Linked DNA regions of Gossypium hirsutum: region 2 is linked to region 1. The links are chromatin contacts, called in public Hi-C maps. All regions are on one chromosome and are shown on one strand. The core of a region is the stretch at or near the end of the contact, and the rest is flanking DNA. Distances in the headings are between cores, read along the strand shown. Region 1 holds the start of LOC107950125 (probable F-box protein At2g36090). Region 2 holds the start of LOC107950123 (protein NTM1-like 9).

What was found. Hi-C and Micro-C count contacts between places; a contact is called where the count stands out from the background.
Region 2: a Hi-C map of leaf shows a contact between it and region 1, with 3 times the contacts expected there. The contact joins the promoter of LOC107950123 here to the promoter of LOC107950125 in region 1. A contact is called at or near these places in 5 of 34 Hi-C or Micro-C datasets (callus, leaf and petal).

Annotation. Positions count from the first base shown.
Region 1 is chrD03:35,954,055-35,957,579 of Gossypium_hirsutum_v2.1, reverse strand. It overlaps LOC107950125 (probable F-box protein At2g36090), which reads right to left and starts at 1,548. Exons shown (of 1, transcript XM_016884899.2): 1 at 56-1,548. The coding sequence starts at 1,300. The coding sequence ends at 233.
Region 2 is chrD03:36,121,211-36,124,735 of Gossypium_hirsutum_v2.1, reverse strand. It overlaps LOC107950123 (protein NTM1-like 9), which reads left to right and starts at 1,567. Exons shown (of 6, transcript XM_041090022.1): 1 at 1,567-1,905; 2 at 2,201-2,483; 3 at 2,585-2,860; 4 at 2,970-3,353. The coding sequence starts at 1,883.

The DNA.
Region 1 (3,525 bases), core at 299-2,798:
CCTATGTATGTGCCCAAATCCTTAGGCTGGATCAAACCCATCAACATCATTTAACTTGGGAAACTCTCAAATTTCCATTTTGATTTGTCAAAGGTTGTGGATTGCAACATCATAACAGTCTGTAATTGATGAAAGAAGTTAAAACACAGTTTAACATGAATAATTATTTGTCATAGAAACACAGTGCTTTGCAATGGTTACTTAAGTTGTCATTGGACCATAATAATTGACTTTAAATGGGTAAAATTCGGTACCCTAAAATTAAGAGGATTACTACTTCAAAAGATATACAAAGCCAATCAGCCAAGGTTTCTTCGAGCTTCTTTTTCCTTATAATCTCTTGCTTTCGTCCCTCAAATTGTATGTAACCCTTTTCAACAGCATGACGATTATTACTTCGTGAGCAATATAGAGCTTGGTTCAAGATGATTAAACTCTTGCCACCATTTACATATGCTCCACTAGTGTCCTCAATGTGCATACTTACCTCTTTCCATCTCAAATACCCTCGTTTTTCCTCTATGTTGCATCTTGCCACTATAAGACACTTGGCCAAGTTGTGAGGCAGTTGTAGGCTCTCTTGGACTGGGATAATGCACCCAAAATGTAGAATATAGTCACCATTAGAAGCCCATATTTTCTTCACCGACAATGGCTTCCAGCTTGATAGATTTCCAGCTTTTCCTCTCTTCTTGTCTAATAACACCCAACTTAATCGAATCCCTTCTTTTAGTTCATTGCAACGATCATCTGCTTTTCCCACAAGTGATACGAAGTCATGTCCATCGTCACCATCTTCAATATCTTCATCATTAATATCTGAAGGTACCACTTTGAATGGACAGTTCAATACCCAACTCATAAGACCAGTTGTTGTGTCATCATCTTGGCCGAAATCGGTTTCCATAGGTATGCCATCTAAGACACTGGAAGTAATACATTTTTCTCTATAATAAACATCTATAAACAAAGCAAAATTAGACGGAGAAATAAGGGTTGGTTGTATAGGAAAGTAATTGTTGGCATCTTTGTGATCATTCGAAATAAGAGGATAAGAATCAGCATAGAATCTGCGAAAACCATCCGTTGATGATGAAATAAGGTGTTGGGCTTCGTCGAGTGCAGTGGAAGGCCATGTGGAATTACACAATTGCTTCCATAACCTTTGGTTTCGAGCTATGCCTCGAAGGTCAGAACATGTGCAGGCAGCTGAGGCCAGGGTTGAACCATCTAGTCGAGCCATGATATCAGCTAGGATATCCCTGCTTAAGCACTTCAAATCACATTGCAAATGCTCCATTTTTTATTTTTATTTTTTGCCTACTATGGATACGCTCCCACTTGTTTATATAACAGTGATTTGACCCATCTATCCGTCCATAGAAATTGATGTATGACCATGAAACACACCATTGACCAACGTGATTCAAGTCAGTAGGCGCGTTTTACAGGGTTTAAATTTCTTCCATAAATCCGTGGGACAATCCACAATTAGGCCAAAGATAGTGAACCTCCAACTGCAGGGTTGGCTTGCCAACTTTGAAACTTTGCCAACTTCAAACAGCCAAATTCTTTAAATGGAAAACACCATTAGGTTCGTCCAAGCTATTAAGTTGTAACCTCTATACTAGACTGCCTAAGCCCGTAATTAAGTGATGGCTTTGTGAAGTTGAAAAGTCATTATCATATTAAATGAAAGATAATTGAGAGGTTCATCTTTGCTATTATTCATATTATTCCCTAATCACCCATCAATCAATTCAGTTCCAAAAAAAAAAAATCCATCTTAAATTTTTATTAGTATTGGATGCACCTTTAGTATATAAATTTATAATTAATAATTTTCTTTAACAGGTAATTAAATTTTTAACAAGTGTCATAACATTCACTAATTATATAAAAATTTATATGCTAGTTAACAAAAACAAATCAACTTTTAACTTAATTTGATTGATTCATTCTTAAGATATCATCAAATAATTAAATAGTCTTAATAATTTATATTATTAGGGTTGAGAGAATGGGATCAAAATGTTGGTTGCATAGAACTTCATGTATATGCTAGTTCATGGGGAATGGTTGTTACGGACGAAAAAGGAAAGCTGCCCAACATTTTGGCACTATTGTGAAAGAAATGGAAGCTCTTTATTGTGGACGAATTTCATTAAATAGAAGCAAAACTGCAATTAACCAGTTTAATTGATTCAAAGCTAAAGGCTTCTATATATTTAGGTACAATAGTTGCCCATAAACATTAAGGAAACCAAAATACGTGAAATCCAAGGCAAAAGTTCTTTGAATTTGCCGTCAAGAGGCAATGCATTAGTTTCAAGTAGGTTGGACATGGACCCTAATATTCTGTTAGACACAGTTCTCCTCCTTTATTAAAAATGGTCAAGAATTTGAAGGAATTCCCTACTATAATATGTTGGTGCAAAATTGTTTGTTGGTAATCTTGATTTGTTTATACTAAGATTGATTTTTATTCTAAGTTCAAGATTTATGGAATTTTTACTATCCTTTATTAAGAGGATATTAATGGACAAGATTGACAAATTGATATCAAGCAATATGATATGGTTTTAAAGCTATCTTATTCTCATTTCAAGGATATCTTATCACTATGATAGCGCTTGAAGTATTTTAATGGAAGCTTCATCCTCCATTGTGGAGGAAATAATAAAACACTACATAGTTCATCTTGGGAATCCATTTCACTGGTGTAAATATAAAGAAAACTATCCATCGATTGAGAGTGATTTTACCAACTTCAATAGGAGAGGTCGAGTGTTGAGACAATTTACATTAAGTGTAGGAGACAAAGGTTGCTGTTAGGATCGTCCCGAATAAGCAACGAACAAGTAAAAATAGTAGAAGAAATTGAGAAGATGAACACACAAATTTAACGTGGAAAAACCCCTCAAAAGAGGATAAAAAACCATGGGCAAAGATAATTTTACTATAATGGCAAAAGAATGAAGAGTACAAAAGATGGAGATAAAAACTAAACCCCGAAAACCCGAAAAACAAAGAACCCTCAAACTTAAACACAAAATTCTCTGAATGTGTTATGAGTTCTAATCTAATGGGTGTCTCTTAATTCTAAGATTGTAAAGGAGCCTATTTATAGGCTAAATTAGTAAGTCAAATAAACTATACTAATAAATGCTAAATATATTATACTAATAAATACTAAATCTTCTAGAAAGAAAATATATTTTTGTTTAACTTGACTTGCAAGCAATCTTTTAGAATTTGGGTCACACAATTCTAACAATCTCCACCTTGACACGAATTCTTTCAATGCCATCTTTGCCAAAACCCCGCCACGGGCCTATCTTGAACTATGCAGGGAATTAACTGAGTCGAATCTATGCTTAGAAGCTGGAGGACTTCTAGCCTTCGACTTGTGCACTGCCAAATCAAAACTAACCCGGGTCTGATTTTCACGAATACAGTGCCCTAACTTTTCAAAACCTGCATCCAAAAGAGAACCTCTCTTCAACGAAACGGTCATACCTTTTT
Region 2 (3,525 bases), core at 318-2,817, 170 kb before region 1:
TTAATACATTTTTATAAAATTTTAAATATGTTTTATTAATTTTATAATTTTCTATAATTTATTAGATTTATTATATTTTTGATAGTATTTATTAATTTTTTATAATTTTTAAAAGTTTAAATCAATTTTCATATATTTTTTAATATTTAAATTTTTAAAATTTTTTTATATTTTTATAAATTTTTTTCTGATTTTTATAAGTTTTTAATATTTTAATGGAAAAATATTAGATTAACTCAGAAGTTGCCGCATGTCACCATCTGATTGGTTCATCAATTTATTTTAACGGTCAACGTGAGTAATGACAGGAATCGTTAACGGAGGGGCTTAATTGATTATTTTAGTTAATAGAAAGGACTTAATTGAGTGCGAATTTATTGCATAAACTTAATTGAATTTTTTTGCATATTTTAATGATTATTTTTGACATATAAGCTTTTTTTTATGAAATTGTCTTTTTTAAAAAAAACAAAAGACCATTTTTTTAAAGAAAAAAACTCCCTTATAAGTAATATAATATTTACATAAAATTAATTTGAATTGAGTAAAATATTATTATGTTAATAATAATTTTCATTTTAAAAATATTAAAATATTGATATCTAATATTATAATATTATTTTGATAATAGACTTCAACATTAATAATTATTTTAATTTTTAAATAGTATTCTTAATATTTTATTGAAAAATATTTTTTATTAATTTATTATTATTAAATATATAAATGATAATTTTTAAATATTTAGTAATAATATTTTAATAGTGTAAATGAATATTTGTTTTCATTTATCCTTTTGGCTCCGGTGTTTTCACCGTCCAACATCATACCTATAACTTCAAATTAAGTTAATATTAAATTTATATGAGATAATATAGTCATTACTAGTTTGTCAAACGGCAATATTTCCATAATATTTTATAATTTTTATTATGCATTTTTATTTAAAATAACTTTGAAAAATGATTTTTAAAAAAATCAAATGATTACGTGGAATCATCCAAATATAATAAAATATCAAAATTTTTCTGTAAGCAATTTTCAGTCAAAGTTTAAGATTTCTTTACATAGTCCTTATATTTTTATTTTTAATAATTAAGTCTTTCTACTTTTTAAATTTCAAATTTTAGATCTAATTATTAAGTTGTTAATTTTTTTCTTAACTTTATTGATGCAATATTTTGAAATTTTAAAAGAAAATCTCACTTCACGGCCATGTTAACAATTGAACATGTATTTTTAAATCTGAAAAGCAGAGGGACTAAATTCATTAAAATAAAAGTAAGAGGAATAAAGTTCATATGTACAAAGAATACAAGGACTTGAAGCACATTTTAACCTTAATTAATATATTTTGAAGTTTAGTAGTAATTTTAGAATCTAAATCTGGTTGCAATTAGTCCATATATATATAGAACACTAGAAAAGCACGTGAATGAACCAAATAAAAAAGTTTCTGGTCAAATATCACAATATTATAGACAGCCGGGCGCACGAGGCAAAATAATTTTTTTCTTTTTTCTCTTTTAATAAAAACCAATAGAAAAAGCTTTAATAAAAACCAATATCACATTTACTTGGCTTTGCGGCTTTACCCTACGACGAAAGCGACCCGACGGAGCTCTCAACTGAAAATCAACTAATTTACCTACCTAAGTAATCTAGTTGGATAGTCACTGAAGAAGAAGAAGACAATTTTACTCAGAATCGAGATTTATTTTTTTGAAAACTAGCAAAGGATGGCAGTTTTAACGATGGAAACGTTGCCTTTAGGGTTTAGGTTCAGGCCGACTGATGAGGAGCTCATCAATCATTACCTTAGATTGAAGATCAACGGTCGTCATTCCGAGGTTGGTGTCATTCCTGAAATCGATGTCTGCAAATGGGAGCCATGGGATTTGCCTGGTATTTCTTTTTTTCTCTTTTTCTTTTGCGTAAGAAAGAAATTATTGGTTTAAGTATTGTTTTGATTCTTTGATACCTTAGCCTTAGCCAAAGCGTCAGCTGAAAATTTTGCTTTATTCGCTCAATATATGAAATTAATATACATTTTATTTCATAAATTCGATTCCTCCAACTTGCAATTTGAGGTAAACTTACGGGTTTTTTTTTTTTGAAATTCCTCTCTGCGAAAAAAAGTTTTTATGTTCCAAAATTAGTTAAATTCTGAATTTTTATTGCTGGGATGGTTGAATTTAAATACAGGACTGTCGGTGATAAAATCGGACGATCCAGAGTGGTTCTTCTTTTGCCCGCTTGATAGGAAGTACCCGAACAGCCATCGTTCCAACAGAGCTACGGATAAAGGATATTGGAAAGCAACGGGTAAGGATCGAACCATTAAGTCTAAAAAATCACTGATTGGCATGAAGAAGACTTTGGTTTTTTACAAGGGCCGTGCTCCCAAGGGCCAGCGTACTTACTGGATCATGCATGAGTACCGTCCCACTATAGAGGACCTTGATGGCACCGCCCCTGGCCAGGTTTTCCTTCTTAATTTTTAGGCTTGCTATTCTTAGTTAAGGGTTTGATTCAAATAAAAACAAGAATGACTATATGACTTGGACCCTTTTTCTTGGTGCAGAGTGCTTTTGTTCTATGTCGATTGTTTCATAAACCGGAAGAGAAGAATGATATTGTGAAGTACGATGAGGTTGAACAAACCGTATGTTCGGCTGCCATGACAAAATCTGCTCCTGATGATGATACATCATCGGATCTTCTCCAAGATACCATATCATCTGAGACACAAGCTCAGAATCCCGATACTTCCATGCGAAATGGTCAAATAACGGGTGACAGCTGCTGCAATAGTCATATGACTTCTGATGCAGAAGATCACGCAGCTGAAGAAACCTTGGTAGAAGTCAACAAGTTATCTATATTCTAGCATTGTTGCATGCATCATTGTTTTATATTGACTATACCATGACTCTTGACAAGAACTGTTTTCTTGCTTATTAACACAGAAATATCCGCTCTTGGGAAGCAATTCAGACTTGTATGAACCAAATTGTGATGAAATTGATTATAAAGTCTTCTCACCAATGAACTCACATTTTTTTGAAGATCTGCCGCCCTATATGGATTCCCCTTATGCAAGCGACTTTGGCCATGATCAAAATGGATCCCATTTCCAGGATGGGACTAGCAAACAAGATATATCTTTCCCATTGTTGGATGAGGCCTTGAATAACCGTGCTAACTTCTCTGAAGAGTCTAACAGTTGGAAAAACTTGGTTGCTGGAACCGAAATGCCCTTGTCTGGTAATGCATTCATTTCGAAGGCAATGCCACCAGAAACCTCCTATGTCAAAGAAAATGGCATATACAATGAAATGTTGCCAGTTCAGGTAAAGAGATAACTTCTAGCATTTATTTCCTTTGTATGTAGCCATTAGTTGTTTCCTGTTTGGTTTTCTAAAGCTTGAGTTTGAGTTTCTGCCTCATTTTTTGCATTTGTTTTTCACTTTGAAGGCAATGAGATTTAGTTTACAGTTGGATTCTAACTTAATTTTTTATGTT